Linked DNA regions of Neogale vison: region 2 is linked to region 1. A link is a contact called in public Hi-C data. All regions are on one chromosome and are shown on one strand. The core of a region is the stretch at or near the end of the contact, and the rest is flanking DNA. Distances in the headings are between cores, read along the strand shown. Region 1 has its middle 550 kb from the start of KLF4. Region 2 holds the start of KLF4 (Krueppel-like factor 4).

Region 1 (5,725 bases), core at 2,349-4,848:
CCTCTCCCTCTGCTTCCATCCGCACATTGCCTGCTCTAACTCTGACCCTCTTGCCTCAAGACCCCTTGTGATTACATTGTACCCACCCTCATAATACAGAAAAATCTCTCCATCTCCAGATCCTCAGTTTAATCATTTCCACAAATTCGCATTTGTGGTATAAAGTACCATATTCACCAGTTCTGAGCCTTAGGACCTGATTGGGCTTTTTTTTTGGGTGGGGGGACTAGCAAGAGCATTATGAAGCCTAATACCCCATTTCTTGGATGTTTCAGTTTAATTTTACTTTCAATTCTTGATTTCAAATATTATAAACAGTGGTGTAATGAATTTCCTTACAAATGAAAACATTTTTATGAGTTTCTCTGATGGTCTCTCAGTATAAATTCCTAGAAGTGGAGTTATTGGGTAAGAACATGTTGAGGACTTTGGATTTATCTTGCCAAATTCCCTTTCAGAAAGGTTTCAAAATATTTTGACTCCCCAAGCTCTAAGGAGTCTATCCTTACCAGCACTGAGTGTTCTTCACATAATTTCTCATTTGGGAGTCAATTTAACAGCTAAGGGTATTCCCTACATATTTTTTATTATTAGCAGGCTGAATATTTATCACACATTTATTGGTCAAATGTATTTCTTCCTTTTAGAAATAGGTGTTCAGTGCCTTTGGCCACTTTTATGCAGAGGCAGGTTGAGAGTTGAGATTTTTACAGACAAATATGTTTGGTTCTGACTTTCCCCCCCAATTTAGCTGTGTGACCTTGTGCACATAATGTAACCACCCTTTGTCTCAAGATTCTCACTTTGTACACATGAGTAAAAACCCCAGCTCTACAGTGTGAGGATTGGATTTTGGACGCAGGGCACCTAGATGAATGTTTGTACTTGGCGACAATGGACATTGTGTTGCTGCTATTATGATTAGGCTAATGGGTATTAGAGAAAAAGGATTTGTCAAATGTATTTTTATATATTCTTTAAAAATACTAAACCCTTTGGGGCGCCTGGGTGGCTCAGTCATTTAAGTATCTGACTCTGGGTTTCAACTCAGGTCATTATCTCCTGGGTCATGAGATGGAGCCCTGGGTTGAGCTCTACGCTCAGGGGGTCTGCCTCTCTCCCTCTCCTTCTGCCCCTCCCTCTGTGTGCTCACGCTCTCTCTCTCTCTCTCGGTCTTTAAAATAAATACATAATTCTTTTAAAAAATGTTAAACCCTTGGTAAAAGGCACAGCATAGGGAATGTAGTCAGTGTAGTAGCGTTGCATGGTGACAGATGGTAGCTACACTTGTGAGCACAGGACATGGTACAGACTTGTCGAATCACTACATTGTAAGCCTAAAACTAATGTAACACTGTGTGTCAACTATACTTCCATCTTTTATAAAAAGCGTAAAAGAGATAAAACCCTTATTGCTCATAATTGTTGAAATTGCTTTTCCAATTTTTATTTTCTCATCTACTTTTGTATTTGAAATGTGTAAAGATGTCTAATATCTTGTGATCAATATGTTATCATTTGTGATTTCTTTCATTTATTTTATATTTAGAAGTTATGACCCATTTTTCAAGATAATTTAAATATTTACTGTAATTTTCATTTTTTAACAACGACTTTCCTTGTTTTCACGTAGATCTATTAAACAAATGGAATTTGAATTGTTGGATCTCTGAGGTGAGGATTAGTTAAAAGTTTATTTCCCCCCATATTTTAGCCACACTTCCCAGTATCATTTGGTGAATTTTGTACTTTCCCTTCTTTGAATTTTGCTGCTTCCATTGTTATCATATATTAACTTATCACATAGTATATTAAAATTGCTCTAGGGGTGCCTGGGTGGCTCGATGGGTTAGGGGTATGCCTTCAACTCACGCCACAATCCCAGGGTCCTGGGATCAAGACCCACATCTGGCTCCCTGCTCAGCAGAGAGTCTGCTTCTCCCTTCCTTCCTGCTCTTCCCTGTGCTTGTGCTGTCTCTTTCTGTCAGATAAATAAATAAAATCTAAAAAGAAAAACAAAACTGTTCTAGAACTTTCTGTCATATTCTACCGATACAGCTGTCTAGTCTTTGGACAACAAGATTCTGTTTTAATGACAGTCATATTTATAATGTTTTAGTAGGCAAACTTCCTCTCATTTCTCTTGTTTCAAGCTTGGTCTTAGCAATTTCACTCATCTCTTCATCCTTTTTTGCATAACTCTGCAACCATTTTCTTAATGTAAGAACCCCACTATTGTCATGATTAGCTTGCTTATTAGTTTTGAAACATCTGGCATCTTCATTCATTTCTCTCATCTGGGGACTTGAAATCTCTCTTGATTTTGTAAAATTTCTTTTGAGTCCCTATGAAATTTTGAGGTTTCATTTCCACAGAGTGCACAATTTTAGTAAAACTCTCCAGGAGTATATTTTAATGTAAGTATAATCAATCTTTTTTTCCATTGTGTTTTTTAAATGGATGTTGCTGCTATAAGAAAAAGTTACTGATTTTATTCTTGATCTTATATGGCTAAGTTACTGGGCTCTATTATAGCGCTGATAGTCTTTTCAGCTTTTTTTCCCCTTTAGTTTTACATTATATAATCAGTTCTAAAAAATTAACAGTCTTACATCCTTTCACTGGGATTTTTGCTTCATTTTTCTGATTCTTGCTTTGTTGTATTGGTAAGATGCCCAGAAAGATAAGTATTAATGTCACCAGTGGCTTCCAGGATCTTTTTCTTTATATTGATTGTAATGCTTCCAGTATTTCACCAAAAAGTAGGGCAAAGTAGGTTTTCTCCTCATGGATGTACTCAGAGATGGCTCTAATTACCTCCTCTGAATATCTTCATTAGAATTATTAGGGGAAAATGTGTGCCCATAACTCAGAAACACAACAGGCACCTCTGATGCCAGTTGAATGGCATTTTAGTACAATGAAGAGAACACATACTTTGGAGTCAGGGACACTCATGTTTGAATCCTTGTTTCAGCCCTTACTGGGTAAACAATTTGCATAAACACCTGAAGTTTTCATGTCCTTCTCTCTAAAGTACAGGCACTGATACTCCTTTGTAAGACTGTATTACAAATTCAATCAGGCATGGGAAAAATACCTAGGACAGTGCCTGGTAGATCGTAGACACTGGTCGTGAAAGACATGCAATCCCTTCTAGTTTCCTTCTGCAACGTGTGGATTGAAAAACATGCGGAATGAATTTTAATTTTAAAAAAAATGCTAGACCTTGTGCTTCACCTTTATGGCCTTCAGTTTCTTCCTCTGTTGATATGCAGACTAAAGGGTTAGTACAGCCTCTCCTAATTGGGAGCATTCTGGAAATTCAAAGACTCGCCACAGCTGCACGAGCCCCCATTTCTCAGATTCTGTTGCAGAGGGGTCGTCCAGGCAACCCTGGCCCCAGGAGGATGGCCCCAGAGGGAGACTCGGCCAGCAGCTGCACTTGCCTGCTCAACACCCCCTCCCACCCCGCCCACCCCAGGGAGCTGCACAGCGTGTTGTCGTAGTTGCACTGTACTGTTCTACCGCTCGGATTCATAGTTAACATTTTTCTTCCAGGCACATTTAAAACATTTGGCTCAAGTCCTCCCTGAGCTGTTTTATAAGGGCAGTAACCGAGGCCAGGGTGTGCTCTTCTCAGCAGGCAAAGCACGCAGCAGAGGCTGCCAAAGAGTTTCCTGCTCGGGGGCCACCCATCCTTGGCCGCGGGATGCATGGCTGGAGCTCACGGCAACTTGCACAGACCGAAGCGCCGGGACTTTCTGTTCTCTGGGCTCATGGTTTGGATTCCATCCTTTTAGCCGTGCCGCATTGATCAGGAGAGGCTGTTGTGTTTGCACTTGTTTGGGACTCGTTCAGAACACATGTCACAGCAGCAGTTCAAGGGCGCGCGCTAAGGCTTGGAGCTGGGAAAAATGTTCTTGAAAGACTAGTGAGCTGCTCGTCCCTCCTGTTCGTGCAGACGCAGAGTTCCCACGAATCAGAGGGAGGGGAGGCAGGCATTCCCTTCATCCCCCTCTCCGCGAATTCACTTCTGGAATGGCCAGATGACACAGCCGCCAAATGGAGGGTTCTGGCATTGTTCCCCCACGCTCTTTGAAGTCCACCTTGGCATGAGCTGATGTCTTTTCGTGAATTATGTATTGCCAAGGACCATGACGGGGAGAATGCACAGTAGATCCCCAAAGATGTTTTTTCAGGATTTCCTTTGATTGGAAGGGGTTGGCTGTGCCTTCTGCCGCTGGCTCTGTCGCAGAGCAGAGGGCTCAGTGGGTCTCCCAAGGGACTGCTGCCATGCTGGCCCAAAGGAGCTTCTTGTAATGGAAATGCCCGGCCACTCTGGAGAACTCCCTGAGAGCCGGAGTGGATGGGGCATCGTTGCTGCCTCCCTCACCGGGAGGGAGGCTTCATGCACCAGGAGGGAGGCTGTGTGATGTTAGGAGTGGAAAGAACAAAGGCTCAGGCCCTAGAGAGGCAGGTGGGAGTGTCCGCCCTCCCGCTGCCTCACAGCTCGATCCTGACACCTGCAAAATGGCACTGGAACGACTCATCCCCAAAAGTGTGGCAGAGAATCGCTGAGAACACGCAGGGTGTTCAGCTTCTTTCTTCCAAATTTCAAACCTCGTCTGGAAACTTTAAAGCAGTCTGGATGACAGCTAAATACTCTTCATGTACTCATCATTCCTTCAGTCTGCATTTAACAATAAAAAAAAAATCCAAAACATCTTAGTGACTTTAATATTTTAGGCAATCAACCAGGTGCTAGGAATAAAGAAATACACGTTCAAGACATAGCCCAATCCCTTGAGACAGCTCAAGGATTGAAAAAAAAATTGAATGACAAAATGCGCAGGTTTTTATGGTAGTGGGTGGAAGGTTCGGGAAGTAAGGCAAACAGCCGGGTATGATACTAACCCCAGTTTATGAAGTAACAAAAGTTCCTCAAGGAGAAGGGAGCATTTATCCAAGGGGTGACATCAGTGTATGGAAGACAGCATAGAATGTTCCCGAAACTTAGAGAGAGGGACCCTTTGAAAGGTGACCAGACCGACTTGCCCTTGGGTCCGTAGGCTGTTGTAGGAAGAGTGGACAGTGTCAAGTCTTGTCAAAGCATGTGGCTTGTGATAGTCTGTCACTGAACTCAACACGGTTTTACTCAACACAGCCACAGCTGACCGTCAGGAGCCAGGATCAGCCCAGCCAGTCACGGATTAGGACTGGAACATGGAAAGAGAGACTTCTGCCTCCTTATCCTATTATTGTTTCCACCTAACCTTTCAGCTGAGAAAGAGGTTCCAGGCTGAAGACTTTGTTAACTGCTGCAACATACTATGTATATATTATACACACACATATATAGTAGTACTATATATACACATATATAGTCCATATATTATGTACTATATGTACTATATGTACATAATAGGTTGCATAAACATACTTACAAATATATGTATATATACATAATATGCATATGTATATTATAAACTATATAGGAAGAAATTTCTTAGAAAATGAGTTTCACTGCTGAAGACAGGGAGTACATGACGATTTCCAGAAATTTCCTCATCTTCTATGCCTTCTCTCACATTCTCAGAAGATGCCTGTTCTCCCAAGAGACCATGGGCTTCCAGAGAGCAGGAACTTTGGGTCGTCATCATGTCTCCCCGAATGCTTCGTGAAATACCGGGCAGGCAGTTGCTATTCACGTACTACTCAGTAC
Region 2 (5,725 bases), core at 1,436-3,935, 550 kb after region 1:
TGACCTGAGCTGAAGGCAGATGCTTAACGACAATGTGAGGATGATGAAGGCCCCCCGGGGAGAAGAGGCAACGAGATGATAGAAAAAGCATCCAGGCACCCAGGCACCCCCAGAATCTAGTCTTGATTGTATGACATGAGAATAGTGTCTTTCTGATTCATCTGTGTAATACTTTTTTTTTTTTTTAAAGATTTTATTCATTTATTTGACAGAGATCACAAGTAGGCAGAGAGGCAGGCTGAGAGAGAGGGGGAAGCAGGCTCCCTGATGAGCAGAGAGCCCGATGCGGGCCTCCATCCCAGGATCCTGGGATCCTGACCTGGGCTGAAGGCAGAGGCTTTAACCCACTAAGCCACCCAGGCGCCCTTGTAATACTGTTTTTATATTGTGGTGGTGACTTTTGTTGAAAGGGAAGGGTTACTGCTTTAGATAAATAAGAGCAAAACAGAAACAAAACAAAACAAAACACCTCATGCAGTGGCTACAAACTCCAAGTCCTGATTTACGTTGTTTACATGCCTAGGGAAATGGCTACCAAATTCATTGGGGTTTAGGAACCCAAGCCTTGATGTAAAAGTGTATAACGTTTTCATGCAATCCTCAAGTTCTAGCATCCCAAGAAATTTCTGCCATCACAATGAAAGGAGTGGGGGGAGGGGTAGCAGGTGTTTTCCTTTCTTGCCTTCTCCGTTTGAAAAGGGCAATGTTTTCCGAGTTTTACTGGGCTGCTCCTATGGAGTGAGGCCGAACCCGCCAGCCCGAGGGAGGGTCGGGTTTTCCCTGCTAAAGCAGCGCACACACCCCCCTCCCCGCAGGCCCTGGCCAAAGGATGGAAGTCATATTCAAAGGCGTCCAACTCTCTGGACCTAGAGGGATTCCTGTCGTTGGCAGAGGGGGCACAGTGGATTCACTCGGGATGAGATGCATTCCAAGAATGCTGCTGTGGTCGGCAAGAAGTGGGAAACTAGGGGATAACAAATACTCTGAGGAAACCTAATAGGTACCAGAATCACAGAACTCAAATAACAGGTGACAACGACTTAAAGTACGACGCAACAACTAGAGAGCTCTGTGAGAGTAAGAGAACACTCCGCCCCGTGCTGGGGCTTCGACCCTTTTCCTCCTCCCCTTGTCTTTCCTGGGATCGACAGCGTTTACTGGTGAGGCGGCTCCGTGGAGAGGGCGGGTGGAGCCCGGCTCTGCGCGCCTCAATCCAAACCAAACACTTCCCAAGCCTACGTTTAACAGGCGATACCGAACACCACACTCACGTTCGGGGGGGGGGGGGTCAGTTTGCAGAGATGAGGGCGAAAACATTTCCCGGCTGGAAAATTACTGATCACAAACTAAGGGGACTGTGGGGGTGGGGAGGCAAAGTTATAAGGCTGAAATAACGATCGCCGTTTCCTCTTCTCTTCCCGGTGGGCAGGAACGGCTGCCGCGAGCTCGTTGTGCCCTTTTCGGGAACCGGGGTCCCCCCGCACCGCTCCACTTCTTGGCACGTGGCCACTTTCCAGCTAAGTGCCTCTCGGTGGGCTTGACCGCTCGGAACCTGAGCCAAGGGAGAGAACTCCCCGTCCGACCTTTACCTCGCCGTTTCACCTCTTTATGACTCAGTTTGCCCATCCATAAAGTGGAACGGAGGGTGCGGGCTTGCGCCCTTGAGATCCTCGGGCTGAAAGGTGTCTGCGCCTCACGGCCCCTATGCCTTCTCCACCCCACAATCAGTGTTAAGCCCTTTCACTCCCTTTCTGGCTGCCCGAAATATCAAAGCAATAACTCCGCTTCCCGCTCCAACCTCTTTCCACCCTTTCAGGCCTTTTCTGACTCCCAGTTCCGTCACAGTGCTGGGCACCCACCTTTCCTTGCCTCCCACCCCCATCCCACCCGGCCGGAGAACCTACGAAAAACCCGCGAAGCCAAGCCAAGAGCCCGCACTGGCAATCCGAGACCAGCGCCGGGCTGCTGCGTGCGCAGGGGAGGGACGGAAAGCTGAGTGAGTCACGCGGATAATCGCGCTTTTCTCTCGCGCGCAGAGTGCGCCGCAAGCACGGACCCGAGCGGGGGTGGGGGAGCGGAACCGACCCCTCAACCCCTACCAGACTCCTCCGCCACGGGCTTCAAACCCCCGGAGCGGACCACCGCGACGCAGACTGCCCAGGTCGCAGAGCAACCGGACGTGCGCCCAGTACGCACCGCCCCGCACCGGGACAGCCGCCGCCGCCGGGGCCGCCACCGCCGGCGTCAGCGCGGCTCCTGCTCGCCAGCTGCCGGGCTGGCGTCACGGCTCGGCCGGGCCCCGCCCGCGCCCCTCCCTCCCCCCCGCCCCCACGTGCGCCGAGTTTGTTTATTTAGCTGCCATGGCAACGCGCGGGGGGGCCGTAGGAGGGAGGGGAGAAGAAAGGGAGGGGGCGGGGCCTGGCGGCGGGCCGCAGCGTACAGCGGGTAGGAGGCGGGGTAGGGCGGGAGCCGAGAAGTTAAGTAAGGAGCGCGCGGCGGCCGCCGGCAGTTCCCCGGCCCGAGACAGCGAGCGCGGCTGCGGGCGCGCGGGGAGCAGAGGCGGTGGCGGGCGGCGGCGGCACCGGGAGCCGCCAAGTGCCCCTCCCCGCCCCTCCGGCCCCCCACCCACCCACCCGCCCGCGGCCAGCGCCCATGGCCGCGCGCGCCCAGCGCAGCCCCCCGGACTTCGCACCCCGCGCCGCCGCCCAGTCCGCAGATCCGCGCCGCTGCGGCCAGTCTCACCTGGCGGCGCCGCCCGCCCGCCAACCCGGCCACAGCCCCAGCGCCCACGGCGACAGCCGCGGCGACCGCGACAGTGGTGGAGGACGCTGCTGAGTTGAAGAGAGCGCAGTTCGGCCACCGGACCTATTTACCGCTTTGCGCTTTGCTCATCGTCTGTTTTTACGAGTTTACAACTTTTAAGAACTCTCGTGTACAAAGGAACTTTTCTTAAAAAGGCATCTCCCGTTTATATTTAATCCAAAGAAGGATTTCGGGCAATTTTGGGCTTTTGGTTTTGGCTTGGTTTCTAAGTTTTTTTTTTTTCCTCCTAATTTTGGGGTTTGGGTACCCCCACTGCTTTGAACTCCCGAGGACCTTCTGGGCCCCCACATTAATGAGGTAGGTGCAGCGTGGGGCGCGGAGTTGGGAGTGGTGAAGTCCGGTGGGACGCGTCCGAGCGGCGGTCGAGAGTGGCCCCCTGACTCCTGCCTCTGCCCCGCCCGGCCCGCAGGCAGCCACCTGGCGAGTCTGACATGGCTGTCAGCGACGCACTGCTCCCGTCCTTCTCCACGTTCGCGTCCGGCCCCGCGGGAAGGGAGAAGACACTGCGTCCAGCAGGTGCCCCGAATAACGTGAGTACTGTCCGGAGAGGTCGGCAGCGTCCAGTGGCCTTATGTGGGTGGGGTAGGGACGGGCGGAGCCCAGGGGTCTTCGAGATCCATCCGGCGGAGGGAAGGAGTGGCCCCGCAGTCGTCTTACGATGGTTTCCGTGTCTTTGGCTCGGTTGTACATGCGTGTGGTCCGGACGCTGGGGAGCCGCCGGGGGCGCACACCCGGTCCGCACACGTCTTGTAACTCGCAGGCTGCAAGGCTGGCGCGGGGGCCACCGGGCGGGAGGTGGTTGGGTCCCTGGACACTGGCTGGGCTCGAGTGAGCTTTGCGCGTAGGCGTATCCGTGGCGAGGGCGCATAGGGAGCTCTTCGGTGTCCCAATTCCAGGGGGTGGCTGGAGCGTCCCTGGGATATGGCTGGGGAAGCACCGGAGCTGCCGAGCCGCGGCGCCTGCTCTCACGCAATCGGGCAGACACCGTATTCTCCAAACCGACGCACCGCCTCTCTCCGGCCCGGGGATGGGCGGAGATCGCAGCTCTGGCACCTGGAGCCTGCCGGCGCTTGGTGTCTTTCTGGTCCCGGTGCCTGGGCGGTATAGGCGCGGGCAGGGTCGCCGGTACGTGGTATGGCAGCAGGAGAGCAGTACCGACGGTTTCTCTCCCCCGTCCTATACCCGCAGCGCTGGCGGGAGGAGCTCTCCCACATGAAGCGACTTCCCCCGGTGCTTCCCGGCCGCCCCTACGACCTGGCGGCGGCGACCGTGGCCACCGACCTGGAAAGCGGCGGAGTCGGCGCGGCGTGTGGCGGCACCAATCCTGCTCTCCTACCTCGGAGGGAGACGGAGGAGTTCAACGATCTCTTGGACCTGGACTTTATCCTCTCCAATTCGCTGTCCCATCCGGAGTCGGTGGCCGCCACCGTGTCCTCGTCGGCGTCAGCGTCGTCATCGTCCTCCCCATCGAGCAGCGGTCCTGCCAGCGCGCCCTCCACCTGCAGCTTCAGTTATCCGATCCGGCCCGGAGGGGACCCGGGCGTGGCGCCGGGCAGCACTGGCGGCGGCGGTCTCCTCTATGGCCGGGAGTCTGTGCCGCCTCCCACAGCTCCCTTCAACCTGGCGGACATCAACGACGTGAGCCCCTCGGGCGGCTTCGTAGCTGAGCTCCTTCGGCCAGAATTGGACCCAGTGTACATCCCGCCGCAGCAGCCGCAGCCGCCAGGTGGCGGGCTGATGGGCAAGTTTGTGTTGAAGGCGTCGCTGAGTGCCCCTGGCAGCGATTACGGCAGCCCGTCGGTCATCAGTGTTAGCAAAGGCAGCCCGGATGGCAGCCACCCGGTCGTGGTGGCGCCCTACAGCGGCGGGCCTCCGCGCATGTGCCCCAAAATAAAGCAGGAGGCAGTCTCGTCGTGCACGGTCGGTCGGCCCTTAGAGGCCCACTTGGGCAGTGGACCCCCTCTCAGTAATGGCCACCGACCACCAGGACACGACTTCCCCTTGGGGCGGCAACTCCCCAACAGGACTACCCCCACTCTGGGTGCCGAGGAACTGCTGAGCAGCAGGGACTGTCATCCTGCCCTATCGCTCCCCCCGGGGTTTCATCCCCACCCGGGACCCAACTACCCACCCTTTTTGCCAGACCAGATGCAGCCACAGGTCCCACCGCTCCATTATCAAGGTCAGTCCTGGGGATTCATAGCTCGGGCTGGGGACGCCTGCCTGTGCCAGCCCTCCGGGGAGCAGGGGATGATGCTGACCCCACCTTCTTCACCCCTAGAGCTCATGCCTCCTGGTTCCTGCATGCCGGAGGAGCCAAAACCAAAGAGGGGGAGAAGATCGTGGCCCCGGAAAAGGACCGCCACTCACACATGTGATTACGCAGGCTGCGGTAAAACCTACACGAAGAGTTCTCATCTCAAGGCACACCTGCGAACCCACACAGGTAAGGAGAACAGAAACTGCGGGGGGAGGGGTTGGTCCTGCAGCCCCATTGGTTAACCGTGGACATTTCTCAGGGCCTCCCTTGGAGATGTGGGGCAGTCTATCTCCTCCATCTCTTGGATCCCAGGCGAGAACAGCAAACCAAACCGGCGCCTCCTTTTTTGCCCAAGAGCCTTTTGCTTGATGGATGGTATCAGTGCTTGAATATGCAGTTCTGTTAGGTTTTTGAAAGGCAGGGAGATTCCAGGCTGTTTGTGGGCCTCTCCTTGTTTGAGCAAAGCATTGGCCTTGTAATCAAGAAATTATTACAGTTCGGGGACGCCTGGCTGGCGCAAATCTTGATCTCGAGGTTGTGGGTTCCTACCCCAGGTTGGGTGTAGAGATACTTAAAAATAAAATCTTACAGAAATTACGCTTTGCAGTGCAAAAGTAAATTAGGTCTTGTTACTAGTTTTTA

Evidence for each region. Hi-C and Micro-C count contacts between places; a contact is called where the count stands out from the background.
Region 2: a contact with region 1 is called in a Hi-C map of muscle, with 5 times the contacts expected there. The contact joins the promoter of KLF4 here to the enhancer-like site in region 1. A contact is called at or near these places in 2 of 3 Hi-C or Micro-C datasets (fibroblasts and muscle).

What each region holds. Positions count from the first base shown.
Region 1 is chr9:24,283,248-24,288,972 of ASM_NN_V1, forward strand. No RefSeq gene overlaps it. Among named protein-coding and RNA genes, the nearest start is that of KLF4, 550 kb to the right of the region's middle. Within about 2 kb of position 3,599, the one cell type or tissue checked has open chromatin away from gene starts, as enhancers often do. A contact at or near this core is called in fibroblasts, where this site is marked.
Region 2 is chr9:24,829,939-24,835,663 of ASM_NN_V1, forward strand. KLF4 (Krueppel-like factor 4) reads left to right here and starts at 2,686. Exons shown (of 4, transcript XM_044265192.1): 1 at 2,686-3,120; 2 at 3,233-3,353; 3 at 4,012-5,269. The coding sequence starts at 3,116.